2 separate regions of the Muntiacus reevesi genome follow, and region 1 is linked to region 2. The links are chromatin contacts, called in public Hi-C maps. All regions are on one chromosome and are shown on one strand. The core of a region is the stretch at or near the end of the contact, and the rest is flanking DNA. Distances in the headings are between cores, read along the strand shown. Region 1 holds the start of MAPKBP1 (mitogen-activated protein kinase binding protein 1). Region 2 holds the start of NDUFAF1 (NADH:ubiquinone oxidoreductase complex assembly factor 1).

Evidence for each region. Hi-C and Micro-C count contacts between places; a contact is called where the count stands out from the background.
Region 1: a contact with region 2 is called in a Hi-C map of muscle, with 9 times the contacts expected there. The contact joins the promoter of MAPKBP1 here to the promoter of NDUFAF1 in region 2. A contact is called at or near these places in 2 of 3 Hi-C or Micro-C datasets (blood and muscle).

The regions. Positions count from the first base shown.
Region 1 is chr7:35,984,611-35,990,252 of mMunRee1.1, forward strand. It overlaps MAPKBP1 (mitogen-activated protein kinase binding protein 1), which reads left to right and starts at 3,986. Exons shown (of 31, transcript XM_065941020.1): 1 at 3,986-4,330; 2 at 4,879-5,100. The coding sequence starts at 4,984. MGA (MAX dimerization protein MGA) reads left to right here. Exons shown (of 24, transcript XM_065941005.1): 24 at 1-2,855.
Region 2 is chr7:35,651,755-35,657,472 of mMunRee1.1, forward strand. It overlaps NDUFAF1 (NADH:ubiquinone oxidoreductase complex assembly factor 1), which reads right to left and starts at 4,239. Exons shown (of 5, transcript XM_065940416.1): 1 at 4,118-4,239; 2 at 1-8.

The DNA.
Region 1 (5,642 bases), core at 2,736-5,235, 330 kb after region 2:
GAAAAGAAGGACCATTCTGCTTCTGAACACTGTTCCCTTTTTTAGAAGGAAATAGACAAATAGGTAGTATTCATTTCTTGATGGGAAGATATTTGACTGTTTATGGAAGATGTCCAGAGATAGAAATGAGAGATGATCCAGTGTGTTCAAGGAAGGCTGCAAATGTCATTATAAACACCCCCCACCCCCAATAATGGTGTTTGCAAGACCTCTTAGAACTAGGGAGTTGTTAGGGCTAATGTGAGGAGGGCTCAGTCTTAAAAACAATCCTGCAGTCTTGATAGAAATCTTAAGTCTCCAAAAACTCCAACCCTTTAAACCTTACCCCAGGAGAAACTGATCTATGAAAATTCATGTGTGACTATGAAAGATGTAGTTGAGTGAGGAGTTGAGGAATTGGGAGGATAGTGAGCTCTCACCCTAACTATAAGAAGCATGATCTCAGTAGACCAATAATTCGCCTTTTTATACATCTGTAAATAAATGGAATGTTTTTAAGAATATAATTATGTCAGATTTAGCTTTTTCTTTTATATATTAAATATATATCTTTCTTTTTCTGCTTTTGAAAAATGACTATTTTTTTAGAAACCTAAGAACAGAAGAAGTTTGGTCAGTGGGAGAATGTATAAACTTGAAATAAATCAGTTACAATAATTAAAGCAGGACTTGGTGTTGCTAGGTTTGTGCTGAGTTGTAATAGAGAATTCTGATGCTCTGAGACATCTGGGAGGGGTTTCACTGAAGGAGTTTAATCATAGGAATTCCTTACTATTTTCAAAGTTTCTGACATGCCATTTGGGGGAGGTTTCTGGTATTCTAATCTTTGCAGCATGTTTTACATGGAGAATTTGAAATTTCATACAACTTGATGGCAAGTATTTGTCTCAAGAAGTCATTCTACAGTGAAGAATGACTAGCCTCCTAGTACCAGTGTGTGCAGGGTGTAACATACCTGTTACCCATAATCTTAGTGACTAAGGACAATAGATGTTCTTAAAGCAAGCTATAGGTTAACTAGTCACAGTTTACAAAAAAATTTTATTAAAGGAGTTCTTTAGACATTAAACTACTCTAAGGTCACTAACAGATCAAGTCCAGCTATATAAACTTCATACATATTACTGTGTGTAATGTTTTTTCCCCAGAATTATGATGAGATACTTAACAATAGGCCTTTCTATAACAAGTTTGAAAACGTTTTGACCACAGAAGAAAGGCAGACAATCCATATATTATTTAGAGCAGGGTTTAGTAGTATAGATAGTTTTTTTCCCCCTGATTATACTAGTTGAGATATTGGAATGATATCAGGTGAATTGAGAGGTAAATGCACTTTGAAGATAGTCTGAAAAATGATGACCCTTATTCCTCACTCTCAGATTAAAACAAAAAACAATGCACAGAGGCACAAAGTAGGCACATTTTCAGATACTTTTGTAGAGAATGATTGATAACCAAGAATCAGAATAGATTTATTGCACAGAATTGTTGATTTTTAAGAAAATGTAAGGGCATCAGTACTTCATGTTGTGTTATCTCTTATGAAATTTTCCATGAACATGAATTGCTGGATGCAGGGAAGATTAAAGCTGAGGTATATAGACTTACTGCCATTTGGAGAAAAAGTAAAATGCTTTTTTGAAATTAAGTTAGAGGGAAACAATTTGATATATACAACTTTTGAACTGAGGCATAATTGTAGCATATTGTAGCATATGACTGAACTGCTCTACAAAGATATGCTAAGTGCTGATTAATAGGGATGGAAGTGTGTGGAGGGTGAGAAGGCTAACCCGTGGGATGAGTTGAAATTTTTGAGACAAGTCTAAGCTCTACTAAATTCTGTCATTGTAAACTATGTTATTAGATTTTGTTAAATAAGAAAGCAGTCTTGGAAGCATTGCTTTGAGATCCACCCTGTTTCCAACTGCAAACATTGGTCTCAGCTGTCCCACAGTGCCTTGCATGTAAAGGTGCTCAATAAATATTTGAATTGATGAGCAACTGTTTACTTTAGCCTGTTAGTTTTCCAGGATCTTATAATTGCACCTATTTGTATATTAAGCCTAGGGTAAATTTAAAATTCTGATCTAATTATGATCGTGAAAACAGACAATTGTATACACCTTTCCTAGACATGTGGAATTTTAGAATCTGACAACCATGTATACATATTGAGGACATAGACAAGTGAATAAAACGTGAAATAGCATATGAACAATGAAATATATGTGTAAGGGTCAGCTGCATTTTGGAGGGTGGGATAGCAATTATTTGAAGAAAAGGGAATAATGAGTCTATTCACACTGGGCCTGGGATGATGAGTTTCTGAGCCTACAAGCCTATTTCTCACATTGGCACTTAAAAGTCTACATGGTTACATATCCTAGACAGTAAGGTAGGACTCAATTGTGAAGAATTAAAAATACGTGATGTTGATCCTAGACTGAAGTATCCAGATTCTAGACTTAAGAAGCCTCTTCATTACACTGTTCTCAGTTGGTTTTTGCCAGATCATCTTAGACAATGAAAGCAGGAGCTTGTATTTCTGTAACTTCAGCTTCAGATGGGAGTAATTTGGAGAACATTTTTCTGAAGAGGATAAACCAAGTAGCTTTGGATAGGAAATGACCAATGACTTTCCTGGCCATGAGTGGTTAGGTAAGTGAGAAATGAATGACCCAGATAGAATTAGGGACAACTCTGATGGGTGCAGGTGAGATTTGCTAGGCGATGCAGCACACAAGTAAGGACAGCAGGTGGCACCCTTCATTAGCAGTGCTACATTGATCCTCCACGCCCCCTGCCTGCCGCCATGGTGGCAAAAATCAGACTAGCGAGGAGTAAAGGCAACCAGCCCCCTATTTCATACTGTTACGGCTAATAACCCTGACCACCTCCTCCAGATTTGAAAATGTGAAAATACTATTTTATATTTCATTACCTCTGCAATGCATGGTTGAAAGGAAGGAGAGGTCATGCCTCTGGTAGCTATTGCCAGCTGGTCTTCCAAGAAGTGACTTCCCTGATATTTATGTCAACTTGTTAGCTTTACAGTTCTCACACAAGTATATACCTGTTTCGCCACTTGGCAGTACAAGAGCCGCTCACAGCAGTAGGTTTAAGAGTTTTTCCCTCCTGCTAACATCTCATCTCCCCCAGGGTTCCCCTAAGGATATGTATCAGATGGGAGGCATATCAGTGTACTCTTTTCTCTGGAGCCCAACTGTTGGAATAGGTTAACCTTTTTGTAAGGTAATTTCTCTAGCAACTAGGCAGAAAGGCACCTAGAAAACAAAGTTAGGTTGAAACACGTATTAAATAATAGGCAAAGATTTCTGTGCACGCTCTGCCATCCCCCCAATTTCTCTCCCCCACCCGTGAGCTAGAAAAACTCTATTAAATCTGGTGCCAACAAGCTTGGCAGTGATCTCGTCAAAGCAACAGGACCAGGGACAAGGGTTCGTGAGTGAGTTTTGACAGGAACATGGAAAATGGCTGGAGCAACTGGTTAATTGGATGGGAACGAGATGGAACATTGGAGGCTAAAGAAAACGTCAAATAAATACACGTCTCATCCGCACATGGACCCGACCGCCCCCTTCCCGCCTAAAGCTCTATCTTAAGGCTATCAGCTCCTTCCGCCTTCTTCCACCGCGGCCAATCAGGTTGCCTAGTTCAATACACTTCGTAGCGATCGACTTACTCATGAAGAATCGTTTCCATGTAGGTCAACGCGCCTGGCAAGCGACGAGCAGAAATTATCCTAGCCACTTTAAATCCCAGCGCTTAGGAGCAGACTTTATGGCTGTACTCAGTCCTGTAATTCTGAGTTAGTTTCAGCTCTGGTCCCTCCGGCCTATTAAAAGCCAACCATAGTGCCGCTGGGGGCGTGGTTACCGTCCTGTTAGGGTTCTGGGAAGTGCGCTTCTCTGGGGGGACCAGGCCTGATAATACCATAAAAGGCTTGGTTTTCTCAGTTCTGAAGCCGTGTTCTGACGACCTCCCTCTAGGATCCGTAGTCGCGACTGCATGGTGCGGAATCCGTGGTTCCTGAGTGCCCAGTCCTCGGCTTCCTAGGCCTTTTCCTGGGCCCCGCCCCCGTAAGCCGTACTCGTCCATTCTGGGAACGCCCCCGTGCGTAGAGGCCGCGCCCCCTCGCCTCCGCTCCTCCTACCCAGCCGGTGGCTGAGCCCAGACGGTAGTTCGCGTTTTGAGCCGCTCGTGCCACCATAGCTGCTTCTGCCACTGCCGCAGCGGAGCTGAAATCGCTGAGCGCGATGCCTGAGGGCGCTGCGAGCCGGGCGGCCCTCGCGCCCGGGGGCTGGTGAGGCTGGGCCCGAGCGGGGGCGCTGGCGAGTAGCAGGGGCTTCTGAGGGAGTGGAGGTGAAAGATCTAGGGCTTCCGTGGCGGCCTGTGAGCGAGCTCGGGAGGGTCGTGGATGGGGAGGGAGGCCCCCGTGGCAGAACGGGTTGCAGGGCCAAGACGAGCCCCGCCGGGCTGAGTGTCCCTGCGGCAGCCGGCGCAGGTGCTCACGACCGCTGCGGGATTCCTTGGTAGCCTCGGTGTCCTCCTCCTTTAGACACTGCTGTTGCCATGAAAACAGTTGGGAATTAACGGGAATCGGACCAGCCACTAGACCTTCTAGGGCCCATCTTATCCTTTCAATTGAACGCCTCTGGCAGGTGTGGGCCTGGCATTTCTTCGCAGCTCAGGCTTTTTAACGCCCCCTTTACCTGAGTCTGTCCTTAAGGCGTTTTAGGAAATCGCGCAGGGCTTGAAGGTGGGAATGAGGCTAAGGGAGAGGGCAGGTACCTAGAGATAAGAGCTGCAGGCACGGCTAGGCAGAAGGTAAGGTGGCCTCTACCATCTCAGGTCAGTGAGAGGGCATCCTGGAAGGGCCTGTGGAGTGGGAAAGCATTGCCGCTGTTGAGGCAAGTCCCAGGATTGGGCCAGGAGCTGTCCCAGGGGCTCCTCATCATGATGGCTGTGGAGGGGTCAACCATTACCAGCCGGATCAAGAACCTTCTGCGATCCCCGTCCATCAAATTACGCAGGAGTAAGGCAGGAAACCGGCGAGAGGACCTCAGCTCCAAGGTGAGTCCTAGTTTTGGGAGCCAACCCTTCCCCTCCCTCCTCTCCCCTCCTCTTCTCTGCTCCACGTACGTCTTTTACCTTACTCTTTCTGGGGAAAGAGGAGAACTAGAAGCTCATGGTGGCTCTGAAGGACCATCTCTGCCCCTCAAGAAAGCAGTGATTTAGTTACAGGGTAAAGGGAATAGAGCCGCAGGGGTGAGCATTGCTGAGATTCATCCGCGAAAAGAGCATGAGGAAGGCAACATGAGGGTTCAATTGTGGCCTCACTACAAACTAAGTCTGTGCTTGGGGAAGCCAGTTGATATGCTATGACTCAGTTTTCCTTCTTGGAAGAAAGTAGTGGGACCACGTATCCTGTGAAGGGCTGAGTTACCACAAATGTTAAGTGTCCCAGCTGGGTTTATGTAAGACAGTGGTAGCAGAAATATGCTAAAACACCTAGTCAGAGGAATTGGCTTGGTAAATGCTCTTCCCTGGGGTCAAAACAAACTTACTTGTCTATTCAAGAGACCTGAACTAATTTAACTGGAGTTTCTTGGCTT
Region 2 (5,718 bases), core at 2,989-5,488:
CAATCCACCTATAATAAAAGAGACAGTGAAGAGTTACTACCGTACCAACGAATACATCATAATTTCAAATTCAACATGGATCATGTACTGTGAAATTCATTATTTTCTAATTCTATAAATATTTACTATGAGGAGAAAAAAGTTTACACTGTATATAATACATCCCACTGCTTTGTGAAAATAGGCCAAGATGAACAGAAACACAACCTCCTTCATGGAGTTGATGATCAGCCCCAAAATAATTCAAGAATGAGCTTCAAAAGGTAGTATCAACTTTAAAGCAAATTTTTATGCTACATTTTAAAAGAAATAATTGGTTCCTAAAATAAAATATTCAACTAATTCACTCCAGGATTGAGCTAACTTGACATTTTAGCACTTCTTCTATAAAAAGAACAGATTACAGTCTGTATGTGGAATCAGAAGACCGCACAGCTGGAACTGTTTACCCTCACAGCAAAAACAGTTGATCTTTTGAGGCCTTTATTTCCTTGGGGGAAAGGCTGTGATAACACCTCCCCTACCTACCTTAAGGGATTCTTCTGTTGATCAGATGGATTGATGGCTATAAAAGGGTTCTCTGATCCAGTTAAGTCTGACAAGATCCCCAAGATTCTTCACGTCTAATAAGCTACTAGTCCAAGGCCCATATTTTGAGTAACAAGGTTTTAACTATCAGTCACTATTTGAGGTCCTCAAAGATAGAACCTAAACCATAGTAGCAATAATACCATTACATTTAAATGCCATTCTTAATATTTTCAAACCACCCTGGCAAATATTATCTCATTTAATCCACATAAGCCTCCTGTAAAACAGCCAGGTAGATATTTCCTTTCAGAAGGAAATAAGACACCAACAAGGAGAAGTAACCTGCCCAAGATTACAATGCTAATCAGTATGGAAGCAAGCACAAGAACCCCGGCCTTAAATGTTCCCGTTTGACACTGCTGGCTCTCTGTATGTAAAACATTAGTAATATAACTTCTATGTCTCTATTGAAGTAACAATTTTGCTCTTGCAAAAACATTTAACTCTTAAGTTAATGTAAAATAACTTAAGTTAATGCAAAAACATTAACTCTTGCAGGAGTGCTGCAAGAACTAGGAAGGCTAACAATCCCCTCTCCTACTTATTCCAGCTACCATGAAAATGAAATAAAATATGCAATGCTAATTTCGCCATCTTTCTCTCACCAGAGAGAAGAGAGAAGAAACAAAAACAAAAAATCACCCACTGGTAAGAATACAGTACTAAGAAACAATATGGAATGCTGAGAACTTTAAACGCTTCAAAAATGCCCCAGATCCAACAATTCAGCTCACCTGCCTCAGTTGCTTAAGAGTACATCAAAATGGCACCCAGACCACTCTATCTACTACACAGGACTGGTCATCTTTCTGGACTGCCCCTCCTCCCTCCTCCCTCACTCCCTACATCAGTTGGCTCATGACCTCATCTCTCCTAAGTCACTGCATTTCAGACGTGCACCTCTACCTCCAATCTGCCCCACTACTCTCAGCATCTATAGAGGGCCTAACACACAAAACTGATTCTTTATCTTCTCGGACTAAAACTCTTCAGAGGCTCTCATGGTCTTCAGAATAAAACTCAACTTTCTCCACAGGGTCTGTGAGACTCCTCCAGATCTAGCCTCCGCTCATCTCTCCAATCTTCCCTCCAATCACACCCTGCTCTGCTCTAATCACAGAGAACACAGTGTTCCAGAAACTGCCCCCGAGAACTCCCTGTCTGGGCATCACGTCTTAGCAGATTGCTGCTCCGAGGCCAGAAATGCCCTCTACTGATTTCTGCTGACTAATTTATCCCTTGAGACTCAGCTCAGACATCCATTACCTCCTCAAAGAACCCTTAATTACTCAACTCCTCCAAGGCCTTTTGATGTGGTCTCACTGCATACTAGGCTTAAGCTTTCCCTGCTACCATTTATTGCCAGTTCCCTTGTCAGTCTCCCTGCCAGACTGGAAGTGTCTTAAAGGGAGAGACCATCTTCACTGCGGTACTTTCAACTCCCAGGATGGTGCCAGACATGCGGGAGGGTTCTAATATTTGTCAAATAAATGATATCTCTATATTTATCCACCAACACCACCACTAGTGTCTTGGTTCATGGTTTTAGTGATTCTTCCCAAAACTATTTTAATTCCCCTAACAAAGGGTTTCTTGGGCTTCCCTGGTGTTCCAGTGGTTAGGAACTCGCCTTGCAATGCAAAGGACACCAGTTCTATACCTGGTCCGGGAAGATCCCACATGCAGCAAGGCAGCTAAGCCCCTACGCCACAACTACTGAGCCCACGTACTGCAACTACTGAAGCCCCCTTGCCTGGAGCTCATACTCTGTAACAAGAGAAGCCACAACAATGAGAAGCCCACACACCACAACAAAGAGTAGCCCTGGCTCGCCACAACTAGAGAAAGCCCACACACAGCAATGAAGACCCACCACAGCCAAAACACAGAAAAAGAGGGGAGAGGCTTCTCAAACTTTAAAGTGCCTTGAATCATATGAGAATTTTGTTAAAATGCAGATCCTAATTTAGTGGGCACAGGATGGGGCCTGATATTCTGTATTTCTAACAAGTCCCCAGGTGATTGCTGGTGCAGAGAATGCCCTTTAGGATTTAGTAAAGTCCTAACTCATCTCTCTGACTCTGACCTCCTCCTTCTCTCCCAATCCAACCTTTGACTGGCAACGAAGGGGATTTTTCTAAATGTGACGGCACTCCCCTTATTCAGCAATTCTGTCCAGAAATTAAAATTCCTAAAATGGTACACAAGGCCCTTCAAAATGCACCCAATTCCTTGGTCTCACTTCTCACTTTCATGGGGAATACCCTCAGCTCCTAACTACAATCATGTCTGATACACAAAAAACACATCACTCAAAAATGACAAAAGTGATCAAACATTCTATTATCCTGGCTAACACAAGTGACTGCCATACCTGACCAGTCATAGCATTAGCCTCACTCTAGATACATAAGCTTCTTTCCTAATCATAGAATTACTTCCATCTCTCAACTATTTTCCCCCAAATCATGTAACAGAAACCTAAGTCCAACAGGAAATCCCTTCTAACACCCTTTAAATGAGATGCCCCATGGCTTTCCAGGGCATGTATTCTCTTCCACTACAGTAAGCCCAACTTGTTCAGCTATAAACATGTTCCTGGTGGCTTCTGAATGGAGGGCACTGACATTGCTCTTCCTCCGTATTCTCATGAAAACCTGTGCATACATCTCACAGCCCTTACATACTATTAGAATCTTGCTTTTATCTGTCTACCTAAGTAGCCTGACTTTAATCTTGGACTATGGCTTGAACATAACTGATGCTCAAATGTCTGCTAAAATAAATGAACAACTTGTAAATGGTATGTTTTCACATGGACAAAAAATAGAAGGGAACCAGGAGAAATAACAACAGTTGATCTCACGTCCTGGAATCATAGGCAATATCTAAATTTCCCTGACTTCTTTACATGATTTTTTACCTCTACATACACAGACATTTGGTAAATAAATGATAAGCCTTTAAAATGGAATCTGTACAATCATAAACACGAATTCTCATGAATACCATGCTTAGGTAACACTAGTGAGTGGCAAATGAGAAGTATATACAAAAAATGCATACACATTAACATTACAAGTATGGACAAAAAAGGTTTCGGGGTAAAAAAGTAGAAGAAGACTTAAAATAGTGTGTAGGACAGTGTGACTATAAGTAATATTATTCACTATTTTCCAACTCATCAATAGTGTTACTACTTCTCTAATAATATAACTTCAATTGTAAGTGTTTTGTTTCATTCTATTACCGATAAACATCAAATCAAAATCATTAACTGGATGATCTCCAGCCGAGGTTGCTGAGTTTTCTTGGCAATGTAACCTAAGCGGCTAAAAGAGAGCAGTATTAGTGAAGTTTGTATAGCCAGAGCTTACGATGTGCCAGAAACCGTTCTGAGTGCATTGATATTTTCACAACAACGATGAGAAAGGTACTATTATTATTCCAATTACAGAGATAAACACATGGAGGTTCCAAAATTAAATCACCGGAGGTCATACAACGAGTAAGTGGCAAAACTAACCCGAGTGTTTAAGTCGGGGAGCGATCGGGACCGTGCGACAGCCTTACCCTTCACCTACTAGACGCCAACTCCAGGAAGGCGCTCACTTGCCTCCCCCGACTGCGCCTCAGAGTGACTTCCGCTCGACTCCCCGCTTTTCCAGACCGGGTACTCCACTTTTCCTGTGTGGGGCCATCTGTTTTTCCAGTCCGGAGTAAAACTAGGCCTTATGACTCTAGAGTTCCGGTTGGGTGCAAATGGGAGGGAAGAGTAACAAGAATCTCAGAGCTCTATGAACTGAGGGTTTTGGTCGGCTAGATTCCCAAAGGCTTCCCCACCCCGATCCCCAACCGCCAGATTTTTTCTGCCCTGTGTGAGAAAGTGGGGAGAATTTAGGGAAGCTATTCACCTCTCCTTCCGGCGTCCCACCTTCAGGCTGCAAACTCCATCCCGTATCTTTAAAATGGGACCCAAATATTGCCAACATCCTTCGCACTAAGGATCCCGGGTTCACTCGCGCTCCATCCCCACAGCCGCCCAAGAAAGATCCACGGCCTCCGAGGACTGGTTCTGTGAATTGCCCCCGCGGAATCTTTGGAGACCCACCACAAACTTGGACAGCAAACCATCCTACCCGCCCTTCCCCAATCTGGCCCCGTGGGGTCGCTCACTCCGCAGAGTTTCGATTGTATCCTGTGCACTTCCAACACTGTATCTTAATTATAATTATTCATTCACTTCTCACTTCCTCTGCCACGCTGTGAACTCTCGGGTCCAGAAGATGGTCTTCCTGTTCGCAGCACCTAGCAAAACGCTAGCAGGAATTAAGCACTCAGCTTGCCAGAATTTGAATGAAAAGTAGGGCGCTTAAACACATACTCCGGGGGCCAAGACCTCGCCAAGTACAACTGCCTTTTTGAAGTTTCCTCCATCTCTTTTCTCACACAATCACCTCTTCCTTCTTTAAATTCTGCTTTGTCTTCTCTAGCCTCTACACTTGCCTGATTCTGGTTTGCCAACCTTCTTGAACCCTACTTTACTGACTCTTCTTTCTCCTCCCACAACCTTAAATGCAGGTTGTCTCCAAAACCTATCCTTCGGCCTTCCTCTTTTTTTTTTCTTCTTTTTTTTTTCTTTCTCTCCTTCCTCTTTTCTAGCTTAGATATATCTACAGACAATCGGATAATTTCTTCCCCTGAACGCCAACATATAGTTCCAATTTCTTGACAACAGTTTCAGCTGTAGGATATACCACTAGCATCTCAAATGTGATTTGTTTAAAACAGAAAATATCACACTTACCCATTTAACTCCTCCTCTCATCCTGTTTCTGTAAATGCCCACATCCTTCTAAGCTGAAATTCTTGGTTATCCTTGGCTTCTCTCCTTGAAACCTCCTCTCACTGACCCTAAAACCTCTTTATTTTGTTGCTCTCTTTTGATCTTTCACTCTTGTTTTCCAAATCCAGTGAAACCCCAATAGTTATTGCGCTATGAAATTTACATTCAATATGCTGATTGCCTTATTCTGAACACAATGGTTTGTCTAATTTCATTTAAAAATCACCCAGAGATAAACACAAAATTCCTTTGGCCTCCAAACACGCCACTCATCAATCCTA